Linked DNA regions of Sus scrofa: region 2 is linked to region 1. A link is a contact called in public HiChIP or PLAC-seq data. All regions are on one chromosome and are shown on one strand. Each heading gives the region's core, a stretch centred on a gene start, on an enhancer-like site or on the middle of the called end of the contact. The rest is flanking DNA. Distances are from core to core; before and after follow the strand shown. Region 1 overlaps TET2 (methylcytosine dioxygenase TET2). Region 2 has its middle 170 kb from the start of TET2.

Region 1 (7,888 bases), core at 3,774-6,273:
GTTGAATACATTACTAGTTTTACAAAATTAATTTCTAGGTTAGCGGGAAATGATCATCTTCTGTCTTGGTGAGTTGGGGGAAGTTGTAACGCTGAGGTTCTGAAAACTCAAAGTTGCCCTTTCTTCATTTATACACTTGAAATTTGTGTGATTTATATTTATGTTGATAGTCTTTTCTCTTTAAAGTTGCATCTTTTTGGTAGGAAAGATGGTATTGCCCTTTTTTAAAACAAGTACATTTTTGTTAAAATTCAAGATACGTGATAGGTCTGTTGGAATACGGATGTTTTTTGCTGACAGATGTGGATATATTTGTGAGACTATCTCAATTATAGCTAGTCAGCTTAGATTCAGTGGAAGACATTTGTAAAGACCAGTGTTAAACTAATGCGGCTGATGGTCCATCCACTCCGAGTTATTTCTCTTAAAACGGGACAGCCCACATTTCGTATTAGGATGGAAGGAGGAGAGGTGCTGCCCCTTTGCTTGTGGCTAACATTGCTGCCTCGTTGGGCTTGCGTGCCACACAGGCATAGACAATACTAGGTAAGTTATACCATCTTCACTCCCTTCTCCTTCCACCCTAAACTTTTTCCCTCAGTTTTCATCTTTGATCGTTTATAAGAGCCTCTTCCTTTTATCTGACCCTCTCTGCAGTATTTTCTATCATAAGTTGGTCTAAAGTACACACAAATATGGGTCTGAATTCAATGTTCTTGTTTTCAAAACAGAGTAATTTTAAATGCTGTGGGGAAACAAGAGGAGAAAAGATGTCTTGACAGTAAACTGAACAATATCCCTGGGGTGAGATAGGACAGGAAAATTATTTTTAGTCTTTTGACATCCAAAAAACAGGCAGGCTTCTAGAAAGCTGTCATTTTTTTTTTCCAGTTTAAAAAATTGGATTATAGTTGATATTACATATAATATATTCTAATTCCCTCCCTCTTTTCCTTGTTTAGTTCCACTTACTTGGTTTAAAATAATTCCTTATCCCATATCTGAAATGTAATTTAATATATTTTTATCCAACAGGCAGCATGTACATATACTTAATTATTTGGCACATTTTCTAATAGATTAGTTCATCAATTTACTCATTTTAAAGAAAAAAAAATGTTTAAAGTCACATTTAGGGCCCTTAATGTGCAGTTGGGGGATAAGCTTTGTGGATGTAGCCTTTATATTTAGTATAATTGAGGTCTAAAATAATAATCTTCTATTATCTCAACAGAGCAAATTATTGAAAAAGATGAAGGTCCTTTTTATACCCATCTAGGAGCAGGTCCTAATGTGGCAGCTATTAGAGAAATCATGGAAGAAAGGTAATTAACGCAAAGGCACAGGGCAGATTAACGTTTATCCTTTTGTATATGTCAGAATTTTTCCAGCTTTCACATACAAAGCAGTAAACAATTGTAAATTGAGTAATTATTAGTAGGCTTAGCTATTCCAGGGTTGCCAACACTACACACTGTGCTATTCACCAGAGAGTCACAATATTTGACAGGACTAATAGTCTGTAAGCTGGCACAGGCTGCCCACTTTGAGATAGATGCCAGAAAACCCAGGCACGAACAAGAACCAGTCAGCCAGCGTGCCAGGGACAAGAGTGCTGGCACAGGCTGCAAAGAGAGGCCCCTCTGGCTTTCCCACTCATGATAAAGTGTCAAAAAGGAAAGAAGAGAAAAGGTGGTATGAGAAAGGAACCCTTGAGTTAAATCCACCAAGAGTTGTGAAGGAGTCGTTATCTCTATGGAAGCTATCCATTAGTATGAGCAGAGGGCAAGAGTGATATGCTGAATAGAAATAGAGACAGATTCTATTCATAGCTGCATTTTTTTTTTTTTTTTACTATCACAAGTATTTACCTGAATCTACACAGTTACTCCTGCATGTAGAAGACTCTTTTGAATGAGATAATCAATGCAGAGAGAGACTTTCATATAGATATCCATAGCTCTGAGCTGTTACTATGCTAGGGTAGCTTTTCTTTAAGAGGTAGGCAGTGTTAGCATTAAAATACACCAAAAGACATTCTAGGCAGCAGGGACATATTCCATGTCATTCTTGCCCCATTTCCAAATTACTCATTTCTACATTAGCACATAGAAATTCACTAAACAATCATCCAGTAGCCTGGCAGAAATAGTGAATTTCCCTCAGTGCCCATTTTTATTAGCAAATAGTAAGTAGTGCCTTGGTCATAATGGAATATATAATCTATTTCTAGAATTATCCTATATTCTCAAAATTCCTGGATACTAGTTATTTGCCAGCCTTTTTTTAAAAAAAAATGTGAGAGATTCTTAGAGGGACAGTTCTGGCTAAAATCTACTATGATTCCCCAAGTTTTAAAATAGCTAAATTTAGTTAAGGACAAATCAAATAGTACATATCTTAAGAAGACTGAATTTAACAAACTAAAAAATTTCATGCTTTGTGAAATTATGTATAAAAATAAGCTTTCCCATTATTTTCACCCAACATATAATTTCAAAATGGTTCGTTACAATTATCAGTATATTTTGATACTAAAGAAATACAAGGCTTAAAGTCTATTATCCAGTTTGCTTGGCTTAGATCTTTTTTTTTTTAAGTAAACTATTCATTTCTCAGGATGTGGTCATAGAATAAAATTATGCTCAAATGTTCAATATTTTGGTTGCCTCATAGATTCATTTGCTAATTTTATATGTGTGTGTGTGTGTGTGTGTTTCTGTGGATTTCTTTAAGGTTTGGACAGAAGGGTAAAGCTATTAGGATTGAAAGAGTCATCTATACTGGTAAAGAAGGCAAAAGTTCTCAGGGATGTCCTATTGCCAAATGGGTAAGTGTGACTTGACAAGGTCTTTGGTCTTCAGTCTTGTGCATTTTGATTCATTGATCTAACCTCAGAATTGGGTGACCCAGGTCATAGAGTCATTTATGCCGGCTGAAAGAAGTCTTGCTTATATTTATTTTACCACGTGTTATCTCTCAAGAAAAAGGCAGATTAGTTTAAAATCATGTAAAAACTATATTTAACTGTAATTAAATTGTGAGGCAGAGGTCTGTTCACATGCCTGCTAAAAGTATAACTGCCTGGCATGTGAAGAAGAGGTCCTTTATCCTTTAAATACCTGCAGTTAATCTTTATATTGTCATTTATGAAGACCTTGAACTTTAAAGACCTGCCTGTCTTCCCTCTCACTCTGGCTCTAATGCAGAGGCACTGCCCCACTGTGCTGGGTAGAGCCTACTACACACCGAGGACTTTGGCATCTGTCCCGGTTCTGACCGCAGGTTAAGCCCCCACTTTCAGAGATGGGCAGCAAAAGGCAAGTTGCAGGTGCTGGGAAATGTGGCCCTAATTGTGACCCAGACATGAGAAAATAGGCAGACATCAATCAGTGCTCTCACCTGCTGCAAGTGACCCTTGTTTTGTTTTGGTTGGGGTGGGGGGTGTTGGGGTGGAATGGTGACCCGAACAGGTGGTTCGCAGAAGCGGCAGCGAGGAGAAGTTACTGTGTTTGGTGCGGGAGCGAGCTGGCCACACATGTGAGGCTGCAGTGATTGTGATTCTCATCCTGGTGTGGGAAGGAATCCCCCTGCCTCTGGCTGACAAACTGTACTCCGAGCTCACCGAAACACTGAGGAAATATGGCACGCTCACCAATCGTCGGTGTGCCCTGAATGAAGAGTAAGTAAAGCCTGGCCTCTCCTCTCTTTCCGTGCTAGGTTTGAGGGCACAGTTAAACCTGCGTTTTTACTTGTTTCAAATAGGGATCAAAATGTCCGCTTCACAGTCATGTGATAGGAACTTGTTTTTCCTAATGTGGATAATTTGGGGTGATTTCATTTACTGATATTTTGTACCTTCAGAGAGTGTAGCTATTAGTTTGAAGTAGCTTACTGGAAATTTGAGTATTTGTACCCACAAACTCAACCTTACTATATGCACTTGGAATTATTTGCATGTCTGCTTACTGTAAATGACAGCTCTTTTGTGTGCCTGGCCACCACATTTAGGAAGTATTGACACCACTTCTATGTTGCAGTATCTGAAACAGAAAATAAGTTTGGTGAGAAACTTTAGGATTCCCAGGTCCAGGACTTTACTGTATATGTAGCAAACATAAAAACACAAGGCCTGTAGAAGCGCTGTAGAAACAAACTTATTTTGACTTCATTTCAATCTAGTTTGTTATTTCCATTGTAATAATCAACATTACTTCCATTGAATAATCAAGAAATTAGTTGCTATGGATAGGCATCATTTTCCTGGAATATAAAACTTTGGAATAGGAGAGCAAGGGTTTTAATGTATCCAAGTGCTGGTATGGTTTGTTTTTGTTTTTGTTTTTTGGGTTTGTTTTTGGTTTTTTACCTCATCCACTTGCAGGCAGTTTATTCACTTGGAAAAAGCTTAACTTTTTAAATATAATTAAAAGACTATAGGAATAGTCAGTGTTACAGTGAAACCCTATATAGCTGTTTTACTCACGGTCAGTACCAAAATAATTTTAATTTTGCACTTCTTCCTTTAGTCTCCTTTCTTCTGCATCCACCAAACTACAAAGTAGTTTCTGAGCTTATGGACTTGTTATGCTACTCATTCTAAGAACCCACTGCTAACCAAATTTGTTCAATTGCTGATTATTACTCTAACTGGTATGGTTTTACTATTTGTTAACATAGGTTCTCCATCTCAGTTACTGGGAGGTGGGAGAGGGAGTTGCAAGTCAACTTTAAATAATCTGTTTAAGAAAGGTACTTTTCCTGTATGAAAGTGTGACTTGGCTTTCCATGATAGGTTACTTTGAGCATGTAACCTTAGTGCCATAAATCCACTTTACAAAACAATATGTTGGAGGGAGAAGTTGCTGATTCATAAGACAGGACTCAAACTTATGACTGACTGCTTTAGGTATAAAGTAGTTTCTTCTTTAAAAAAAAAAAAAGTGTATTTATGTGCCTTTAATCAGAAAGAAAATGAAAGTTAAGTCACCCTGAGCTGATTCAGTGGCAGCATTTTTCTTAGGAGTTAAGTGACACTGCCTTGTTTTTGTAAAGCAGACTTCCCCTTAGACTTGATGGCTAGAACTTTTAAACCACTAAAGAACTTAAGTGAGGATGACAGCTGTTGTTTTATTTAAATGTGTTTAAATTTAAATTTATTGAAGTTACATGCAGTATATTGTACATTCTTTGTAATTGATTTAATTATTATTAATATTATACATCTCTGATATTTTTTTCCCTTGAAGGCTTTTCTTTGATTCCTATAAATGCCATTGTCTGAAATAGAATCTGACATATAGACAGAAATTCTTTGTTGAGAACTCTCCCAAAGTACATTATTTTACATTTGAAAACCACTAATAATGATTGGACCAGGGTCTAACAAAAAAAATTTTTTAACTGATGTAAATAAGAAGCAAATACAAAACTATTAAAAGATGTGCTTCAATATTAAGACGCTTTAAAAGTCAACCTTTATATTTTTGCTTTGTCTAGAATTTCAAGGTGAAGAGTAATTATTTAGAAGAAGTTTTTGCCTTGGGCTACTCATACCTAGAGCAGTTCTCCAAAAAGAGAAATAAAAAATACTCTTGAGATACCTGATTCAGAGAGACATTTAACCAATGGCAAGAGAGACTTCCTTCACTCAGATACAGCTTTTGAAGTTTCTTCTCTCCCATAAAATAAATTTTATGTCTGGCAAAAGTTAAAATTATGATTTTGGGGCCAAGAGTGGAAGATAATCTCACATTGGGTCTGCTGACTCAGTTCAATGTTCAAAGTGGTGTGACCCTCATGACTGCGTTACTATAAATCCCAGTGCCCACATGCATCATAACCACCCACTGTGAGGCCAGAAAAGAACTCTGAGAGCATCTTGCAGTGGGAAAGTCAAAAGTGGATTTTACATTTCCTTTGAGCCAAGCCAGCTGTTTTCCCTTTAAAGATTTCCCTTTGAGATTTCCATTTTATGACTAAGTCTCACCAATACTTTTTGGCAAGTCAGAGTTGTGGGAGTGTATCTGTCATTATAGGAAAAGTCGAAGCCAGAAATACCCCTGCCATGCTGGTGATATTAAACTTTTAAAGAAACATTCTATTATAAAAAGTTTCAAATATACATAAATGGAGGAGTGAGTATAATGAATTCCCCTGGGCCCATTACCAACTTTCCATCTCCCTCCCTCACGACCTACACCCACTCCCACCAGTGTTTTAAAGCAGATAACTTATCACCTCACCTTTGTTCACTTCCGTGTGTATCTCTAATAATAGATAAAGGACTTTTTTTTTTTTTTAAGAAAACCTAATCACAGTGTTATCAATCATCTCAAAATCGACAGTGTTTCTGTAATATCATTTAATGTTCAGACCATGGTCAAATTCTCTACCCTATATGTGTATATATGAAGATATTGAGAAAAAGAAAGTCCATTCCTTGCATTTGATTGATGCTTTTGAGAAGAAGCTTTGAGTAGGTCCTAGCTCATGCCTATTGTCCAGCATAATTTTTTTTCTGTTTTATTTTTTTTAATTTTTTGTTATAGTTGACTTACAATGTTCTGTCAATTGCTGCTGTACAGCAAAGTAACCCAGTTAAACATATATATACATTCTTTTTTCCACATTATCCTCCATCACGTTCCATCACAAGTGATCAAATACTGTTCCTTGGGCTATGCAGCAGAATTTCATTGCTTATCCATTCCAAATGTAATAGTTTGCATCTGCTAACCCCAAACTCCCTGTCCCTCCTACTCCCTCCCCCTCACTCTTGGCAACCAAAAGTCTGTTCTCCATGTTCATGAGTTTGTTTCTTTTCTGTACATAGGTTCATTTGTGCCGTATATTAGTTTCCAGTTATAAGTAATAGCATGTGGTGTTTGTCTCTCTACTTCTGACTTACTTCACTTAGTATGAGAGTCTCTAGTTCCATCCATGTTGCTGCAAATGGCATTATATTTTTTATGGCTGAGTAGTATTCCATTGTAGATATGTACCACGTCTTCTTAATCCATTCCTCTGTCATTGAACATTTAGGTCGTTTCCATGTCTTGGCTATTGTGAATACTGCTGCAGTGAACATAGGGGCACATATATCTTTTTCAACGAATGCTTTGGATATATGCTCAGGAGTAAGATTGCTGGATTATATGATAGTTCTATATTTAGTTTTCTGAAGGTACCTCCATGCTGTTTTCCATAGTGGTTGTACCAGTTTACATCCCCACCAACAGTATAGGAGGGCTCCCTGGCATAATTATTGATAGAACTTTTTTCTGTTATCAAAAGTGTCCCCATTTGGAAGATAATGATTCACAAGCCTCTTTTTATTTTTTTTACTTTCTAAAGTATAGTTGATTTATAATGTGCCAATTTCTGCTATACAGAAAAGTGAGTTAGTCTCATAAATACACACACACACACACACACACATACATACATATATACATTCTTTTTTTATATTATTTTCCATCATGGTCTGTTCCAGGAGATTGGATATAGTTCCTTGTGCTATACAATAGGACTTTATTGTTTATCCTTCTAAATGTGATAGTTTACAAATTTACATCTACTAACCCCCAATTCCCAATCTATCCCACTCCCTCCCTCTCCCCCTTGGCAACCACAAGGCTGTTCTCTATGTCTGTAAGTCTGTTTCTGTTTTGTAGGTAGGTTCATTTGTGCTATATTTTAGATTCCACATATAAGTGATATCATCTGGTATTTGTCTTTCTCTTTCTGACTTACTTAGTATGATAATCTCTAGGTACATCCACGTTGCTGCAAATGGCATTTTTTGTTATTTTTTTTAATGTCTGAGTAGCATTCCATTGCATATAAGTACCACATCTTCTTCATCCATTCCTCTATCAGTGGACAT
Region 2 (7,888 bases), core at 3,957-6,456, 260 kb before region 1:
TCTCCCTTAAAAGTGATCTCTAATATTGCTCCAGAAAATGTCACTCCTTCCAGTTATCCTCCTCTATTTTTACTGCAGTTTTTATACTCAATGTGGTGGTTTTTTCACTGAATTGCATCTGCCCCTTTCCCTGCCCTCATTATGGTTTTCAAGAAACTCAAAGAGATGTTCCTAGTAAATTTGCTTTTAAATAATGTGAATGCATTCACTCATACATTCTCTCAAAGTAAGTTCATCAAAACCATAGGGGAAACTGTGGGGAAGGAGGTATTAATTGAGAGGATGGATATAACATACACATGGTACTGTATATAAAATAGATAAAATAGGTGAGTAACAAGGACCTACCGTATAGCACAGGGAAATCTACTCAATATTTTGTAATAACCTAGATGGAAAAAAGAATGGATCTATGTATACGTATAACTTAATTTTGCTGTATACCTGAAACTAATACAACCTTGTAAGTCAACTATACTCCCCAAAAAATTTAAAAACAAAAAAAAAAAATGTGCTTCACCAGAATTTAAAGATCAATAGCATTATAAACACCCCCAAAACAGGAAAAACAGACTAGCTTCTAAACTCCTTTTGTTATATCTTTTCCAGCATAATCTCCTACTCATTTCAAAGAACAAGCCTCCTGGAGAAACACAAAATGGAGAGCAATTCTAAGAAGCCTGCATATCAGCAATTGTACTGAATATGGCTCCTATAAAACTTAGATTCTGTATGTTCCTTGATTAGTAGATTTTTTGTTATTTACTAAATATGCATGAAGATGTGCTGATGTGCTGTACCCATAACTTCAACACATACCTGCCCACATAAAATCCAGTGGATTAAGTTTATATGAATCATTTCATTTGGATGGATTTATCTCATTTGCCTATATGAACTGGAGGAAAAAGATCAGTCCTGGAGTTCCTGCTGTGGCTCAGCAGGGTAAGAACCCAACTAATATTCATGAGGAGGCAGGTTCAATCCCTGGCCTCGCTCAGTGGATTAAGGATCTGATGCTGCCACAAACTGTGGAGCAGGTCACAGATGCAGCTCAGATCTGGCATTGCTATGACACAGGCTGGCAGCTGTAGTTCCTACTCAACCCCTAGCCTGGGAACTTCCATATGCTGCACCTGCATATGAAAGTTTTTAAAAAGGGGGGGGATAAAATAAAGAAAAGGTCAGTCTTTTTATAAACATTTCAAGTGTAGAATGTTAAAATTATGTTGTGAAACTATTTTGTTGTATTTGCTGTTAAGCTGTTCTTGAAAAAGAGAGACACTGGTCTGTTTCATGCACTATACATTTGCCTGGTACAGTCAAGCACCCCATGCAAGATTCACATTCTATTTAATTAAGTGGCCAGGAATCCTCATCAATTATTAAATTCCCCTACATCTGGATATTTTATGTTCACCACAGTGAACATTAATATATTTTACTCAGTAATATTGTAAATTGTGATCTGCTAAATAATTTACTGTTTACAGAGACTATTTTGATAAATTATTACTGGCACTATTGCAGAGGCAGCCTGCAGATGTGAATTTTCATACATTTTCAATCATTTCTTGTATAACTATTTTGTACCTACTATGTGTAAGGTGCAGAGAAATAGAAGAAATGCCTGTAGAATAATTACCGGTTGGTGGCTAGGCTAAAATTTATTTTGACCACAGGCACATCATTTTCAATGTACAAATCCTAGCTGTCAAGACATGAAGTTTTCCTAGACATTTCCACTTATCTTTTATTAAGCACACTCCTCTAGCATCCAGCAAACATTGGATTCCTCCTGGCCCTTGGTTTAGCTTTCCTGCACACTGAATGTTTAGAGTCATTAGCTACTATCCTCCTCCCCACTTCTCAGCACATTAGCAGCTTTCCAGCGGGCATTGAATCTGTGTGATGGAGTCTAACCTGTTAACCACAGTGGTACAAAGTGACCAGGGAATTATCCCCCTAGAGAACAGGAGTTCCTTCTACCTCTAAGTCAATGATCATTAAAACCAACCAATACATGGTTAAGCTTAAAAAATCGCAAAGCTATAGGGACCTGCAAATTGCAATGGTGAAGTCACAATTAGCCAGCAATTAGGCTTACAGCTGTATTCACCCTTTCAATAATCAAGTCTACAAATGCGCCCACACGTCTTTCTGCTAAGCTTGATTGGGAAGGTTTCTAAAGCTTTCATTTTTATGCAGGTTTCTGAAACCAAGAAAGAAATGGCCTCTGAATGAAGTAATAAGGATAAATATTAGGAAACAGAAAGAATGATAATTTATTCACCTAACATACACCTAATTTTAGAAAAAATAGGGTATTGCCAAGTTCTATTTCCAAATGGAATATGCTTTGAGCCATCATAAAAATTTGGCTGCCAAAAGACTGTCTAGCTTAGTAAATAACAAACATGAATACCTCATATTTTAGGAATGCTTTCAGCTACAGGTAACAAACATTCTAACTAGAGTGGCTTTTTTAATTGGGGAGTAATTTTCTCCTATAGTGAGGAATCCAGAGTTACCGGTGCTGGACTGGTTCAGCAGATCAATCATGCCAAAGACCCTAGGACTTCCTTGACCTTTCCTTCAAAATTGGAGAAAGACTACTGCAGCTTCGACAATTTTATCCCCCTCCCACTGGAAAGAAGAAAGATGGAACAGTGAGAAGGGGTGATGCCAATATCTGAAAGTAAATATTATATCAGGAAGCTCTGAGAAAATGTTTGTTTCTCTTTGGCCATATTTTGGTACTGCTGGTCTAATAGTGACAAGAGAGAACAGAGACGTAGAGAGAAGAGAAGCATCTGCTGACATCTGGACACAGTCCTAATACTCATAACTGGGCCTTAATATTATTAAAAGTTAGGGCAGCACTCACAGTAGACCTTGGTATTCTCCTGTTGACCATAACAAGATTCCAAATCACTATCAGAGACCATGACGAAGTGAGAGAAACAAGGCAATTCTATCATATTCTAAGCAAAGAAAAAAAAGTCATTGTATAAATCACAAAAATGCCAAACATCTTTATATCCTGACTACTTTGGGGACCTGCTACTCCTTTCCCAGCTATAGCTTTAGCCTCACTTTATTTTGTCCACCTTATAAATTGTTTTAAGTATCCAATCATAGACTCTTCCTCAGTTACCCCAAGAGCATGTAATCTAGAACAATGCCACTGTTTAAAGCCTCTCCAGAAGTCATCTAACATGGGTCCCAATCCTACTATAATTCTTTCCAACACCTTCTACTAAAATGCCCCACATTGCCCATGGTGTGTGGGCTGCTTCTTCATATCCAGTAATAAATCCAGGTTGTTCAACTACAGGTGTATTCCTGGTGGTCTTTAGCTGGAAGACATTGAAGACTCAGTCAACCAAACAATGTGGTATCACCATGCTGTTCCATTCTAGTCTAATTAAAATGATGCACCTTATAAGTCATGCTTCAACATCTTCAACTAGAAAAGGAGGCAGGACAGCGTGAACAGAGCTCATGAGGAAGAACCAAGGAACAAAAGTTCTAATCTCTGTCCAGTTAACTAGTTAAGTGACCCCCAGGTAAGTCTCTGAAGGACAGGAAAGGAACTGACCTCACAATAGTCTAAGTGAACCAGTTAACATTAATGGTGTTTGACACAGCAAACCTAGAGCTCAAAGATTTTGAGTCTATTTTCCCAGGCTTCTAACTCTCAAGTCTAATGGTTTTCCACGACACCAAGTTTTAATTTCTTCCTCTGTGAACTAACTAGGTTTTTGGACTAGCACTTTCAAGGTCCTTTCTGTTTACTATTCCAGGACACTGAACAATGAATTGTATTGTTTACATCTATTCTTTTTTAATCCCACCTGATCTGTAGATGACAGGCGCAGGAACAATGTGAGATGACATATGCTTATGGAGTTTTGAATTAGACCAAACCTTCTTTTTAAAGACCATTAATCATGAATTTCAGCTACCATTTGAACTTCCAAGGCAAATGAATTTTCAGTTCCTTGTAATTTAAAATATGACTACTTCACTTAAGGAGTTGTGTGAGGTCCTGTACAAAGAGGGACTGAGAAAAGTAAAGTCTTGACAATAAATGTAGGAAAGCAACTAAGCATATTCTTTTTTCATATCCAGCATTTAGTGTACTTTAACATTGACATAGTCAAGTGGGAAACCTTTACAGGCTAGTAATAGACAAATATAAGAAAATATAATGACAGATAATTAAATAAGGACAAATGTAAAATTATATGTTATGTCAGCAATTTAGGAAAAAAAAATTTTGGCCACATCCACAGCAAGCAGAAGTTCCTGAGCCAGGGATTAAACCCACACCATGGCAGCAGCCCAAGCAACACTAGTTGACATTACTGGAGGAGGGTCCTTAGCACAACCCAACCATATTGGCATTCTGGTTTCAAATATCCAGCCCTCAGAACTGTGAGGAATAAACTTCTGTTGTTTATAAGCCATCTGGTCAATGATAATTTGTCAGAGCAGCCCAAACTAAGACAGGTATAAATACAATTTTAGAGACTCAAATATCCAGTAGTTATCTCAGACTATGGAATTATGGGTGGTTTTCTTTTTTTCTTTTTGTTTAACATTTTTCCAGACTTTTGACCAAGAACTTCTATAAGAATTTTAAATATATTAACTGAAGTTTTGAAACAAATGCTAATAGATCTAAACCAGCAACAATGACCCATTCAGTATTTCAAATACTGAAATAAAAAAAAAAGCTCAACTGTCCTTTTAAAAAACTAAAAAACCCAAGATAAAAGACAAGTCCTCTCCATGTCATGAGGTAGCTCACAGATGCCAAGCTAAAGGGCCATTTCTGTCCTGAGAACCACAAATAGCCTTTTCATAAGGGATTTGTTTTTCAAATAATTGTTTTAATTCTCTGCCTTCACATTTAGGAATCTAGCTTAAAAGTAATACTGTATGACTAAACAAACTTAAATTTTTAAAAAGCAAAATTATTTATCTTGTAAAACTTTCCATTTTGCAGTGTGAGCTATATGAACTTCTGAGAATTATAAAAGCGACGTGTTTACTTAGAATATTTGCTTTAACATGTTGCATTTCTATTTTATTTTTAAACCAGTTCCATGTTGCAAACGAACAATTGTGCAATGATATTTAGAGAAAGAGAGCGAGATGGTATCATAGGAGGAGTTTGTTTTCGGTTCTTCTTTTTCCCTTGAGCATTTTTTTTAAAACAGGAAGGACTAGTAAATACCGTCAAAAAGTGTGTGCCTTATTTAACTACTGTGTTAATGGTATAAATTTAAATCCTACTGAAATGAGAAGTTGAAGTACTAACTTGCCCATTACAATAGCTACCTCATATTGGCTACCAATTGTTACTTAGGTTCTTTAATAAATACTATCTTATTTTATCCTCACAGCCACCTTTTCAAGCAGATATCTTATCCCCATGTTACAGATGAAGAAACTGAACAATTTAGTCATCCAAATTCATGATTCTGAAAAACCTTTAAAGACTTGGGAAATACCCACAATATAAAATTTTGCATATGACCGATGAATCTGAATATGTTAATTGGTATCCTCTTCCTCAGCTTGAGATACAAAGTGACTTTGCACTAAAATTTGAAAGTACAGAAGTTCTTGTTGTGGCTCAGCAGGTTATGAACCCGACTAGTATCCATGAGGATGCAGGTTTGATCCCTGGCCTTGCTCACTGGGTTAAGGAGCTAGCATTGCCATGAGCTATAGAGTAGGTAGCAGATGTGACTCGGATCCCACATTACTGTGGCTGTGGTGTAGGCCAGCAGCTGCAGCTCTGATTTGACTCCTAGCCTGGGAACTTCCATATGCCACAAGTGTGGCCCTAAAAAGCAAAAACAAAAACAAAAAATAAAAACCAAAAACAAAACCAAAAACCAAAACAAAAACTTCAAAGTACAACTTCAAGTTTCCCAGTCTATTTTTTAATTCTTCCCCCCAGTATGTCCAAGTATTCCCACAGTGCTTATTCTGCCCAAAAGATCAAACTTGTTGGTTCTAGTCTTGCCCCTAGATCCAAAACAAAATGTTTTTTCTTAGGTTGGAGGTCCCCCTAATGACCTCTCTCGATGCTGATTGTTCCAGAACCCACTTCTATATTGCCATTCAATGCTAGAGACCTGGTAGCTGTGCCTGATGCCTCCAGAGTGGCCCGTGGTCCTGCTCACCACCATGGCCATTGGTGGAGCAAAGGTCACCCACAGAGATGGGTGTGCACCAAGACACCTACACCTTTTCTTGGCCAGAACTTCCAGCTCAGACTTTGGCCCAGGAAAAGGAGTTTTTAAGTATGAGGGAGGATACCCTGTATCAAACCCAGCTTGAACTCCCCAAGTTGCAGCTCTTGGGGTTCATGCACAGACCCAATTCCATTTCAAAGTAGATAGAGTTCCAAAGGTTCAGTGTCAAGCTACTTGTAGACCCAGAATCAACCTTCCCTTGATATGTTTTCCCATCCACTAGTGTACCTTAGCCACATCCTCTTGATGTATCCTCACTGCACATCAACATTTCTTTGCACTTCATTGACATCTGGACTTGGTCAGCATCATGCTGGTCCATCCTGCAGGTTTTAATAGCTTTTAAACTAAAAGATAAACTATCTTGAGGCTGATGTTTGCTCTAAGGAAGTCCCTCTGTTCCTATGTAACATCTATGTAAAAAAGCTGCCCAACTTTCTTCTGGCAGAATCTATGCTCTGTGTGCCAAGAGATATGCCAGGGAGGGTCATTTGACTATCCCCACTGTCTTGCATGCCTGAACCCAGGGCACTTGGATAAAACAGTCCTGACACAAAGTTATGGATGGATAGATGGATGGATGGATAGGTAGGTTCACTAATGTGCACAGAAAATGGACTAAAACTAAATAATTCCATGAGGGCAACACAGAGCACACCTCCAAGAAGAGCCAGTTACATGGATTTCACTGAGAAAAATACCCCTTTTGTTGCCTCATTCTGTGATTCTGACGGCTATTATCCCTCAGTGGGTTGAATGAAATTAGGTGATTTTATTTGCTTAGATACGTGAGATGCTACCTTAATGATTCCATATTTTGCTTTTCTATTCAAATACCAGAATGTTTTCACCCTGCTAACTCTTGGAAGCAAATACCAGCACGTACCCTATGGAGGATGAGGTCACCTGAGAAAATCATGGATACTTTGAAGGCTAATAATGGTTAATGGATTTCCCAGGGTTAGAAAGATGGACACAGTTGTAGATCATACTAGGCAGACATCAATCTTATTCCAAAATTTTGGGGGGCTTTAGTCCTTTCAAAAAAATTGATCTGGGGTTGGGGGAGTCAAGGCAATGGCCACTAAGAACTGTAAGCTTTAGACTCCGATTAGAGGCAACCTGGATTGAAATCAACACTCAGATGCCTCATGGGCCCAAACCAGAAGCAAGGGCAATAAGAGCAAAGCTCTCCTCAAGTGTCAAAAGATGGTAGTTGTCCTGAGAGAGACAATCAGATTTCGGAGCCACAAGGGTACAGCCAGAAATAATGGCAGCGAGAACAACTAAGATAGAATCAATACCAGGGCTCTTCCTTCTTGAGTCTGAAAAGCTAAAGGACAATGAGGAGAAAGAGAACCCTAAGGGAGAGAGAACTAGATCAGCATATGAACACTTGACCCACCTTTCGTTTAATCTGGAAAAATGAGACGTATGTAGCCATGCACAGTCATCATGTCTTCATGCTTTTATCTCACAAGTTATCTGAAATGGGCATGTATTATGGTTTTTTAAATTAATGTTACTAGGTTAAAACTATTAAAATAATGAATTGCCTTAACTAGATATTCACTTACATATGTCAGTTCAGTCATTAAAGAACATACTATTGG

Evidence for each region. HiChIP or PLAC-seq counts read pairs in DNA pulled down with a chosen protein or histone mark.
Region 2: a contact with region 1 is called in an H3K27ac HiChIP or PLAC-seq map of alveolar macrophages. The contact joins two enhancer-like sites. A contact is called at or near these places in 2 of 2 datasets of contacts at active chromatin or transcription factors (alveolar macrophages and skeletal muscle).

The regions. Positions count from the first base shown.
Region 1 is chr8:116,449,531-116,457,418 of Sscrofa11.1, reverse strand. TET2 (methylcytosine dioxygenase TET2) reads left to right here. Exons shown (of 11, transcript XM_013978993.2): 4 at 1,235-1,325; 5 at 2,737-2,830; 6 at 3,474-3,682. Among named protein-coding and RNA genes, the nearest start is that of TET2, 94 kb to the left of the region's middle. Within about 2 kb of position 5,023, at least 3 of the 83 cell types and tissues checked have an H3K27ac peak or open chromatin away from gene starts, as enhancers often do. A contact at or near this core is called in alveolar macrophages, where this site is marked.
Region 2 is chr8:116,710,484-116,718,371 of Sscrofa11.1, reverse strand. No RefSeq gene overlaps it. Among named protein-coding and RNA genes, the nearest start is that of TET2, 170 kb to the right of the region's middle. Within about 2 kb of position 5,206, at least 2 of the 83 cell types and tissues checked have an H3K27ac peak or open chromatin away from gene starts, as enhancers often do. A contact at or near this core is called in alveolar macrophages, where this site is marked.